Linked DNA regions of Mus musculus: regions 1 and 3 are each linked to region 2. Evidence: chromatin contacts called from public HiChIP or PLAC-seq and promoter capture Hi-C data. All regions are on one chromosome and are shown on one strand. The core of a region is the stretch at or near the end of the contact, and the rest is flanking DNA. Distances in the headings are between cores, read along the strand shown.

The links. Promoter capture Hi-C pulls out the DNA fragments that hold promoters and counts their contacts. HiChIP or PLAC-seq counts read pairs in DNA pulled down with a chosen protein or histone mark.
Region 1: a contact with region 2 is called in an H3K4me3 HiChIP or PLAC-seq map of embryonic forebrain, with 4 times the contacts expected there. The contact joins the promoter of Gpr26 here to the promoter of Nkx1-2 in region 2. A contact is called at or near these places in 1 of 39 promoter capture datasets (embryonic stem cells), 1 of 115 datasets of contacts at active chromatin or transcription factors (embryonic forebrain) and 1 of 9 other capture datasets (embryonic stem cells).
Region 3: a contact with region 2 is called in a promoter capture Hi-C map of liver, with 3 times the contacts expected there. The contact joins the enhancer-like site here to the promoter of Nkx1-2 in region 2. A contact is called at or near these places in 3 of 39 promoter capture datasets (embryonic stem cells and liver), 1 of 484 Hi-C or Micro-C datasets (cortical neurons), 4 of 115 datasets of contacts at active chromatin or transcription factors (bone marrow-derived macrophages, embryonic basal ganglia, embryonic forebrain and 1 more) and 1 of 9 other capture datasets (adipose tissue).

Annotation. Positions count from the first base shown.
Region 1 is chr7:131,965,208-131,968,855 of GRCm38.p6, reverse strand. Gpr26 (G protein-coupled receptor 26) reads right to left here and starts at 2,396. Exons shown (of 3, transcript NM_173410.3): 1 at 1,261-2,396. The coding sequence starts at 1,928.
Region 2 is chr7:132,597,806-132,601,586 of GRCm38.p6, reverse strand. Nkx1-2 (NK1 homeobox 2) reads left to right here and starts at 1,950. Exons shown (of 2, transcript NM_009123.2): 1 at 1,950-2,274; 2 at 3,771-3,781. The coding sequence starts at 2,061.
Region 3 is chr7:131,880,537-131,884,680 of GRCm38.p6, reverse strand. No RefSeq gene overlaps it. Among named protein-coding and RNA genes, the nearest start is that of Gm34645, 55 kb to the right of the region's middle. Within about 2 kb of position 2,255, at least 3 of the 459 cell types and tissues checked have an H3K27ac peak or open chromatin away from gene starts, as enhancers often do.

The DNA of each region.
Region 1 (3,648 bases), core at 1,147-3,646, 630 kb after region 2:
AACCAGAACCGGACCCGGACCCAGCCCCAGCCCCTTCTAAAGTGAAGGACAATGAACGGGAATGTTTCTACAAGTGTGGCTTCAGACTCTCTCCTGAAATGACTAAACTGCACAGACCATTGCTGAGAGAGCTGATGTAAGCACATTTGGTTTAAGCTTCTGTGGGGAAGATTTTATTTGGGAAAGACTGGACCACCATGTCATCTTGAATGTGTGCTCAGGGGGTGGCAGTAGACACACTCAGCCATGCCCTTCTGATGAGCGGGTAGAGTAACATTCAGCATAGTGACATTGCTCAAGGCAGGGAAGCTTCACAAAGGCTTTTGCTCAGTCTGTCCACTGTGCCCTGGAGGGTGAATATACATTGGGGTCTACATTCCATTCCCCAAGGCTCCCCACATCCTGGGGCTCTGCTCACACATTGAAGCCTAACTGTCCATCACTATTGCTCCCTGTGTGCTGTATCTTCTGTGTCAAGTGGACTCCTAAGTCCCAGGCAGCAGAGAGGGAGTCTGCTTTTAATGTATATAAACTGGCAGAGGCCACAGAAGCACCCTCCCTCTTGATGTCCTAGTCTCAAGAGGAAAGATGAGGTGAGCTCAGAACAGCCCGATTGACAGTTTCCTCCTCTTCTCCCTAAGGAACACTAAGGACCACGGAGGTTCCCAGTCCATCTTTCCATTTGCCTCCCTCCTTCTTCTCCAAAGAAATAGCAAGTCAACAGAATGGAAGTGGTGGGCAGGCTTGGTTTCAGAAACCTGAGATACAAATTCTTTAAGGGACCTTGAGGTTCCAAGTCTAGAAAACGATGGACTGAACCTTCTAGGAAGGCAAGAAGAACTGGGGCCCTCAGAGCTCATCACTGGGAGAAGGTGCTATGGATTCTGTTTAATGAGGACTCATGCGAGGAGATCCAGGTGGCACCACACCCAGGACTGCAAAGACCCAGAGGAATAACACCCACCATTTGAAGAGTTCTTAAGGGTTTTCCAATCCTCTAGATACCCCTCTCAGATCCAAACCACTTTCAAGCTTCGAAAAGTGAACAGAGTTCACTGCCCAGAGTATAAGGGTAACAAGATGTTCTGGCTGGGGTTTCAGTCCCATGTTTCAGAAAGTGAAGCTCTAGGCACCCGTTTAAACAGGATCTGCTATTCCACCCGTGCTTAATGCCATTGATGCAGAAAGGGGATCTCCCGGGATGCTGGGACCTTCCTAACTCAATACCAAGTGCTCAGAGTCTTGGGTCAGGGCACTCACCTGGGGTGTATGTCCACCAACAGCACAAGCGTCTGCATGGTGATCACGTCGATGCGCTTGCAGTGGAAGCGGGCCACCTTGAGCACCTTGAGGTACGTGAAGCAGAGCACGATGAAGGAGAGCAGGAAGCTGAGCGCATGGAAGGCGCTGGTGAAGACAGCAAAGCGCAGGCGCTCGTCCGGCCGCCGGCTGCACAGTGTGCACGAGGCATATAGCTGGTGGAAGCCGAGCCAGGACAGGGCGAGCGCGGTGGCCGGGAAGGTGAGCGCGTGCAGCCACGTGTAGGCCACCATGAAGGCGGCATCTCGGAGGCGCATCTTGGCACGGTAGCTCAGCGGAAAGACCACAGCCACCCAGCGGTCGATGCTGAGCGCGGCCATGCTGAGCATGGAGTTGGCGGCCAGAAAGGTGTCGAGGAAGGCGGCCAGGCGGCACAGGCGGTCCCCGGCCGGCTGCCGTTGTGCCACGACGCCGGCCAGTGTTAGTGGCATGTTGACCACGGTACACAGCAGGTTGCCACACGTGAGGTTGAGAGTGAAGAGCGCCGGCGCCTGGCGGCGGATGTCAGCGCTGTGCAGGAGGCAGAGCAGCACCAGCCCGTTGGACAGCAGCGACACGCCGATAGTGCCCACCAGCAGCCCCGCCAGGCCCGCGTCCCACGAGTTCATGGTGCGCGCCCGCCGCTGGCGCTCAGGGCCCGCAACCCCGCGCCGCCATGGCGCAGCCTGCTGTCGACTCAGCCCCTAGGCGACACGGCAGCCCAGCGACCCCTGGCCCTTGTCGCCATGGCTACCCAGAGGGCATCCACCAACCCAGAAGCCCGCGCCACCCCCTGGGCCAGCACCTAGGCACGCAGCCTCCCGGAGCCCCGCGCCACCTCCCAGGCGAGCACCTGGGCACGGAACCACTCGGAGTCTGGGGTCACCTCACCGGCGATCACCTAGGCGAGTGTTCACTCCCAGTCCCGCACCACCTCTTGGCCTGTGCTCCTCTGACCTCCTGAAGTGCCCTGGAATCCGGGGTCGCAGTCTCCTGTGGTCACTGGCTTTGCGTCTGCCTGCACCCGCCCTTACTGGGTCCCTCTCAGCTCTGGCTCTGCTCCGCACACCCTTCTGCTTTGTGGCTTTCTCTCTGTCTCCCTCTCTCTGCCTCTGTGCTCAGTCTCCTGTGTGCTCTCACTTTCTGCCCCCTCCCCCTTCTGTCTCTCCCACCTCCAATTTTCTCCTCCCTTTCTTTCTCCTTTCTCTCTTTTTTCTCTTAGGAAACTGGCTGCTTCTGAGAAGGAAATCCCACCGATTCTCTCTCTCTCTCTCTCTCTCTCTCTCTCTCTCTCTCTCACACACACACACACACACACACACATACACACACACACACACTTGGAGGGAAGGAGCCCTACCGGCTCCCTTGCAGAATGGCTGGCTCCCAGTGGCTCCCCTCCTCCCCTTCCTTTCTATCCTCCCCTATATGAGCTGGAGACAGGCTGAGTCAAGAAATCTAGGAAAAGGGAAGAATGTCTGGGCACCCTCATGTCCCAGTGCTGCTTGTCCCTGCCTAGGTGACCAGACCTTGACCCAGTCCACCTGCCCCATAGCTGCCCAGCATCTAGGATTGCTGCTGTTATCTAAGATGAACTGGGGAGCTTGGCTAGGCTTCTGCTGAGCTGGGATAGAATTCACAGTTCTGTCTTGCATTATGGCCAGAGATCTCCTGAGATCTCCCCTCATCTATCTGCAGGCAGTTGCTGTACTGCTGGACACTGAGTCTCCAGAGCTTCGTCTCTTCACTCTCTAGTCATTCAGCTACACTCTCAGATATGGTGCAAGGTCACTTGAGGCTCACCGGGACATCCCTTGGGCATGCCATCAGTCAAGAACACACTCTGTCCATGGTCATCAGAAGTAGTCCTGGTGTAGCTGGTTCTGGACACTCATTGTGTCCTGGGCCAGCTGCTGTCCTGTCCATTCTGGGTGTGGCGAGCCAGCGAGTATAAGCTTATTAGGCATGTGGATGAACTGTTCAGAGAATGGGAGGATAGCGGATGTCTCTGTTTGATCCAGATCATCAGAGTTTGGGACATAAAGGGTCTCAGCCTCCCCTCAGGTAAACATGTGGGAACTGTGTCTCTTCTATCCCTAGTCCAGACTCCGTAGTTTCAAAGGTGCTTGGTGGACAGACAGGTGACAACTTTCAGAGCTTCCTCAGTCTCTTGCCTTTCTATGGGATGCTACCTCCTCCAGTGACCACCTACACTGTATTTCAGAGCCTGGTGAGATGGCCAGTGATGACTGTACATAGCCAGACCTCAGTCTGAAAGAAACCAAATATAGACAGTTTCCCTAAGGGAGCTGTTGTGTCTCCCCCATCACACTAATTATCTTCCCTCAC
Region 2 (3,781 bases), core at 701-3,200:
TTGCTAATCCCCAGTCCTAGGAAACGACTCAATGTGTCTTCCAGAGAAAAAGGTAAGGCAAGGAATCATGGAAAACCACAAACATTCTATGGATTCCCGAATGAGTGACCTTAGGCAGATCTTTCCCAGCTATCCTGAAAAACCTAATATATATGGAAAAAGGAAAAAAGGAATTGGGGTTAGTAGGGGATGAGAGACAAGGAAACCGAAGACTTATAAAAAATGTGGGAACTAGGTGAGAAACGGTTATCCAAACAGAAGACACAGTATGCGCATTACTGAAGAATCTCTGATTTGCACGCATTGTCCCTTGGCCTGACCTCTGGGTTGTCTTTTCCCTGAGTTTCACAAAGCGCGCATTCCCTTGGCAAGGGTGGGGGTCGGGGGTTGGGGGTTCTGGTGGGCTTGGTCTGGGCACTTCCTTCCCTTAGCTTTAAAAGCTCATTCCGTCTTTACTTTAGGTCTGGAGCTGGCTTGAATTTCGGCAAGGCTTTAAAGTCGGCAGGGAATATGGTGGCCACCCCTGGGAGGGGCTGAAAGGTTTGAATGAGAAAAGCTACAAGGAGCAAGCCCCCAAGGACACCTCTTTAATAACAGATTGGATGAGCAGCTCCCAGCACTTTAGTGAGGAGTCCCCTCCTCTTCCTACTTCTTACCTGCTTAGACAATATTAATTGTCAAGACATTGTCTGGGAACCACATGGGGCAAAGAAGAAAGAAGTGGCGGGGGGGGGGGGGGGTTCCAAGGCGGTTCTGTGCAGAGGGGCTAATGCTTCAGAATTTGTCGCTGAAATGAATGCCTTAAAAAAAAAAAAAGGAATATCACCGTGGGTGTGGCTATGCAGACTTTCCCTCACTGCTAATGCCGGCTGTCCTCCCTGGAGACTTGGGGGGCAGATGGGGCCATTTTAATCGGCTCTCATCTCTGGTCTTAAATTCAAACCACTAGGCATCTTTTAACCTTTTCCTTCTTCACGCTGGGAAAGGAACCCAGAGAGTCAATTTCTGATGTTAATGATAGAATCTGTGACTGAGAAGTCCTGACAGGCAATGAAAATGGTATCCGAGGAGGGATACTCACCTTTAGCCAAGCCACCTAGCCCTAAGCCTTCAGCTCTCTGGGCAGGCGTATTTCCATAGACCCCTTTTGACCAGGCCCTGCTGGTCTTCCGAGTGGAAAGAAAAAACTCCCCTCCAAGAAGGTTCCCCCCCCCCCCCCGCACACACACACATATCCTAAGCCATCAGGATGACCTGAAAAACCTTGGCCCAGTCCAGACTCTTGTCATCTGTAGCGCCACCGCTCATCTTTGAACCTCATTTTCCTTCTGTTTGAAACCACAGACTGTGGTTCCCAGGCCACACCCACCTCACAGGGGGGAATGCCTAGAAAATCAAAAGAGAGTGAGAAAGCCCCAGGGCTTTATAAACTGTAAATGCACAGAGGCTTTAAAATTTTTACGTAAATGTGCCCGAAGCCTTTACTGTGGTTCAGGGATGGGGCTTGAGATGCACCGTGCATCATGGCGAAGCAATCAGGTCTGGCCTCTGTGGCATCGCCAGGTCAAAGGAAGATGGCAAGTGCCCCAAGAGAAATAAGTAAACTTCAGTCAGGTGAATGTGTGTGCAGATGAGGTAGCGGAGATGGAATCCTCCCTCACGCCCTTCACGAGTCTCCGCAGCATGGAAAGATTTTCACACAGCATGCCACGGTGACCCGGCGAACCGGGAGCGCGCATTGGCGCGCGAGGGTCCCTCTAGTCAGCGCTCCCTCCCCCCTCCGGCTGCCCAGGATAGTCTCGTGGAGGCTGCAAGCGCTCACTGCACGTGGAAGGGGTCTGGCCAGCTCAAGTGCCAATCCTCAAGCAGCCCCCCCCCCCGCCCCCTTCCCCGCTTCTCTCCTCCCGCCCCGCCTCCTTGCCCCCCTCTACAGCTTCACTTGGCGGGGAAATTCCAGTTCGCGGCTGGAGAGCTGTGGCCAAACCACTGCAGAAGACAGCGGCTGAGCGCATCCAGCCCCGACCCCAGTACGGCTGGCCTCGGGCCCGCGGGAGGCGGGCATGTTGGCATGGCAGGACGTCGGGGCCAAGGCGGCCCCCTCTCACCACAAGATCTCCTTCTCTGTCTTGGACATCTTGGATCCGCAAAAATTCACGCGAGCTGCCCTCCCGCCGGTGCGTCTCGCTGCCCTGGAAGCCAAGAAAAGTTTAGAAGAGGTGGAAGCAGGGCAAGATGCTTGTTCGGGGAATCCAATCGGGTCACAGGAGACCCCTGGTAAGAATGTGAGGCGGTTTTAAGCCTAAGTGGTGTGTGTGTGTGTGTGTGTGTGTGTGTGTGTGTGTGTGTAGTAGTCAAGGTTTATTGGTAGCCTGGGAACTAGAAAAGGTGATCCCGCGCAGGTGCGAAGCGAGCCATCCCTACTTGGAAGAGGACAGAGGTAGGGACGTGGCTGAGATTGCCAGGACCAGTGTGTGCTTTTTTCCTGAACACCTGCTCAGTGAATGAGCGCCACAACTCTGACTGGCTCACATAAACTACAGCTCAGGCTCACTGATCTAATGGAAGTGTATTGTGCTCTCCACGTGCTAGAACCTGGGCGAGGAGCTTGGGATAAAGGTTATGAAAATACCTTCCAACTATGTAGTGTCATTAACACCACTCCCATTTTATGTATGGGGCAACCGAGGCTCGGGCCTTCCCCGGATTAGGTGCTTTTTTTTCAACCACTCGGAAACATCTTTAGAGCCCATGCTCTTTCCCGGACTCAACAGGGGACGCCCCCACCCCCAATAGCTTTTGGTGTTCTCTTCTAGACCTTTCCCCCTTATCCCTGAAGTTGGTGGACACAAAAGAAAGGGTTCCGGAAAGTTTGTGGCTGGAAGAACTTAAGATAGCAGGATTCATGCTTAGTGGGACATGAGCATGGGATTGATTATCTGGGGAGACGCTGAAGGTCTAGGGATTCAGGTCCCAGGGAGGGCTGTATATAGCACAGCCCCTCCTCCTCCTTCCTAAGTTTGGAGGTGATTGTCTGGGGCCCCCGGAAGCCTCTGGTGGCCTGGCTTGGGTCCCGGCCGCGGGCCTGGATTAATTGTTTGGATGGTCTCTCTGTGGGGCCGCGCTCCCCTCCCCCTAACTCCTTGATCGATATTCTATTACTGGCGCCTGCATATCTCCTGCCCGCAGCTTGCAGGTACTGACTTCAAACCCCCTTTCCCTGTCTGATCCTAATATTGTTCGATTAAAACTTACCTTTAATAGATGACATCTATCGATCAGGCCCCGGACAAATCTGAAACTCTATTAACACTACTGGAGAGAGAAGATGGGAAAGGGGGAATTTCTCTTTTTTGGGGGGATGGGGGTTTAATAACTTCTTTTTTAATTGCTAGGAGTTGCACAGCAACATAGGCTCCTAGGGACTAGAGAGATGCACTAGTAAACGCACTTGACATTCCCTATCATAATGCACAGCCGACTTTGCTCTTCCCGGTTTGATAAAGTCACTATACTTTCTTGAAACGGGGTGTCATCCAACATGTACTTCTTGTGTGCCTACTTACTGGCAGATTTGTAAAGGACACTGTACTCCCGAATCTGCTCTCTAGGGTATGTGGATTCAGAAACCAAGAGGGCAAAGTCGGGAGAGGGGAGGAACTGGGAGTTAGATCAAGGGCAAATCTGAGTGCTCTTGGGAGGACAAGAAGGTTTGGGAGTGCCATTGGGTAGAATTGTTATGGGCTTCTGGTCACCATCCCCTTCTCTTTTAGATGCGGTGGGC
Region 3 (4,144 bases), core at 1,006-3,505, 720 kb after region 2:
TGTCAATTTCATGGGAAAACTTTGCCATAGACATATCCGGAATAGTGTTTGACCAAGCAAACATACAAAAGTAACCACCACAAGAGTTACAGTAGAGAGCACACTCCACCATGCTCGAAGTGCCCCGGGGATATGTCTTCATTTCTCTGAGTCTCAAGTTTCTTCTTCAGTGAATGCGGGCATCCTTGGTAACTGTTTAAATGTTTTTTGACACTCATGGTTGGCTCCATACTCTTCTCTGAAAATTCTTAATAACATTTAAGATGATTTATTAATAATATTAATAAGTGCCCCAACTATGGTTTTGTGGGTGGACCTGAGTGGAGATGACATTCTCAACTTCTTGGCTACGTGCTTGAGAATATGAAAGGAGATGTCACACAAGTGCTCCTTGCCTAATGCACAGTACTTGGTCATATCATAGGTTCATCATGATTATAACACCAAGAAGTTCCTAGTCAGGCTGGGACTTCAAAGCCAGAAGGACCAGTGGGATGTAGAACTGGCTCTAGAAGATGGTCCAGGTAGAGTCTAATGCAGCCAAACATAAAGTCAAGAAATATATGCTGTTCTAATTGTATTTCTGTTGCTGTGAAAAAGTACTCAGGAAATAAACCAGCTTGGGTGTGTGTGTGTGTGTGTGTGTGTGTGTGTGTGTGTGTGTGTGGTTATTTCAGTGTCACTCGATCAGGTTTATCATAACAGCCCCAACTCCTGGTACCAATTTATGTTCTACTTTCACTTCTGTTTCTGTAATAAAATACCCTGATAAAAAGCAACTTAGAAAATAATGGGTTTATTTTAGCGTAAATTTTAAGGTGGTGATCCATCGTAGCACAGAAGGCACCAAGGCAGGGATCTTGAGGCAGCTACTCACAGCACAGCCACAGCTAAGAGCAGAGAAACAAATGCATATATGCTCACTTGTTTGCCTGCTTATGTGCAACTCAATTTCTCTGCTTCTATATGGTTCAGAACCCCCTGCCTAGGCAAGGGTTCCACCCAAAGTGGACTGGGTCTTCCCACGTCAATTTAGTTAATTAATCTTCCACAGTCATGTTCACTGAAAACCCATGGAGACAGCATCACATTAAGACTCTTTTCTCAGGTAATTCTAGACTGTATCCAGATGACAATTAAAGGCATTTACTTATCCTTGTTGGGAACTGGGAGGGTGGAAAGGGTCTAGGGGAGAAAGAGGAAGGGTATAAGGAACAGGAGGAAGCTCCAGCAACCCGAGTAAGTACCACACAGTGGACGTGGAAGGAAGGAGGCCCCAGTGTGGCTGTGCATGAGATGCAAAGCCACTGGAACTGCACTGCATGCTTCAGAACCCCCAAATAGTTGTGTCTTTGAGGAGACTCCCAGTCTCTCTGTGCCCCGAGTCCTTTCTAGGAATAGGGGCAACAGCACAGATGGAAATGCACGGTGCACAAGATTGGTGCTCGAGAGGGTAGGCAAGGCGATTTTTCAAGTTGGTATAGCAGGAGGTGTCACTTGCTCTGCAAGCCTTGTTGGCATTCCTCACTCTTAAGACTGGGTTCTTAAAGTCCCTCCAGTCTCCTCTGTGACTTGCTCCCTCTCTGCTGGTCCAACGACAGCACTTGAGATAGCTGACTTCCAGGCGAGGAGTCTCTGGCACCTGCCAGTACACCCTTACTGTTCCTTCTAACTGGAGCACTTTTGACTTTAGAACAAATCCCCTCCAGGGCTCACCTAGCACGGCTCGCAGTTACCCTCTCTCCATATGCCCCACTTCATATTCAAACAGCTCTGCTCACCTTTCACCTGGATTGTATTAGACAGAACGTATTTGAATTTTCTCATTTATTTTTGTCTCCCACTGGAACACAAACCCCACAAAAGGTGGGGGCTTTATCTTGGCCAGGTTTTCCTGTTTCCAACACCCTAGGTGTGTCACAGTTTTTCTTGTAATGACGAATTCCTTTTCTCACGGACATGTGAACTGGGGCTCAATGAGAGAATATTGCTTATCGAGAACTCTCTGCTCTCAGGCTTGGCTGGTCCCTGGGTGGTGTGCCGGTGGATATTTAAGATCTGGCACTCCAGGTTGTGTTTGCTGGTTTTACTGGTGTACATAGTGCCAAAATGGATGTTGCTAAATTATGTGTCTGGTGGGCTCTGAAAGAAAACAGTGTAAGCTGATGCAAAAAAGCTCTTGCCTGCCCTCCAGGCTGCGTCATATGCAGTACAGCTTCAAACCACCAGGGGGCAGCCTCTCCCCACTGAAGACATATACTCTCTCACCCCTCTGCACTTTTGCCAAGCAGGGCATGGTGGGTCCCTGTTTGGTTTCTGTGTTACCAGCAGTGCCTAGCCCTGGGTGGTTGTCTGCTGAAAACAGACATTGCCTGAACAAAAGTGAAGTAAGCGAAACAGATTGTAGGTCTGAATAGATCACTGGTGACCCCTGGTGAGGGGAGACTCAGTGAAGAAAGTCAGGATCCTGTCACCCTAAGAAGCTCTGGCAGGTGACACTTCCCAGCTTGCTTTTGGCTCTGTCTGAGGTCCTGACACCTAAAGGCCAGCTCAGGGTCCCTGGCTCATTCTCTTAACCCTGTCCAGTTGGGCCTTGTGGCTGAGACCAGCAGGCTAGAGTTCGACTTGGAATGCGTGAAATTGCCACATCCCCTTCTGGTATTCACTGTAACAGAGAGTAAGAACATTCCTTGGTAGGATCAAGCTCTGGGCCTTGCCTGGGTCTTCACCAAAGTGACTCCTTTACCCTGGTTAAGAAGCACGGGGCCAAGTCTGGAGCCTGTGTTTCCCAACAGTAAGTTCTGGCATTCATTTGCTGAGTGGTTTTCTGACAGCCAGCCCAAGGTACTGTGTGCTCACTGGACAGGAGTTTCTCCCACCCAGGCCTGTGGAGCCACCCAGTGGGGTCCCAGGGCCTCCTCACTGTTCCTCTTGGGATATTGTCTACCAGAGGCTGCAGAGGCTTCTATTCCCTTCCACGCATGCAAACGACAAACCTTAGGATCCTTCTTCTCTTCTCAGGCATCTCTAAGGGCCTTTACCCTTGGATTCACACACATCAACCACCAGTGAGGCCTGGTGGCAAAATATGAACAAAGCAACGTGTGGGGTTATCCCACTCCCAAGGAGCAGAGTTCAAACAGGAGTTCGGGGCCTAGGTCAGCCAATGAAGTCTGGAGAGGAAAATGTTGGGAGCCATTCCAGCAAAATGGCTCCCAACAGGGAGTAAGGTGGTGGTGGGGATACCCAGCCTCTTAGCTAGGGCTTCTTTCAGCTTCCTGGGCTGGTCAGTGGAGACCAAGCAAGACTGTTCCTCTGGTCAGCGAGAGTCATGTCCAGTCTGAGCAGCACAGCTGCACTTATAAAAACTGTGTGATTTTTCAGAAGGGAGGCTATAGCCATAAGTGTCACCTGGCTTTGCGCTAGCTGGTCCTTATGTCAGAGGAGAACTATGGAGCAAGACAAGGAAAGGCTTATCTTCCTGCAGTACTAACACTGTGAGGCAAGAATTGATGGCTCTGGTGTTTTAAAATGCAGGCAGCATCTTTAAAGGACATTGGCTAGGTTTTTTTAAAATGGAATTTGAGGACAACAGTACACAGGAGTCCCTAACCTAGAGCCTGGCCATTTTCTCACGGCCAGCATGTTGTATAACAGTCAATTCCCTGATGGGTGGGTCCAGTGCTGCTCCAGACCCCATCAGGGCCTGGGGTAAGAGGCCATTTGCTCTTTTGCAATCTCCCTTATTTGTCCAAAAAAAAAAAAAAAAAAAAAAAAAAAACTACACAAGAAGACCACACTGGCAGTTAAAATTGATTTTTTTTTGTTGTTGTTTGTTTGTTTGTTTTTCTGTTTTCTCATTTGTCCAACTCTTTTATGACTTGAGTGGAAAACAGATGGCATTCAGAGAAACTGAGGCAGGTGATGAGAGACTGCTATGTTGGGCTGAGGGTGGTGGAGTTTTAGGTCATAGTTTGGTCCTGTGGAAAGATATGTACTCTGTGACACAACTGGAACCCTCCTGTGCCCTTTGGATCATCCATCCATCCATGCCAGAGATCTAACAGAAGCACAATGAGAGATTTGCCAGGGATGAAGCTACACTCGCCCTCCTTCCACCCCTGTGAGCGCCCACTGGGGAGCA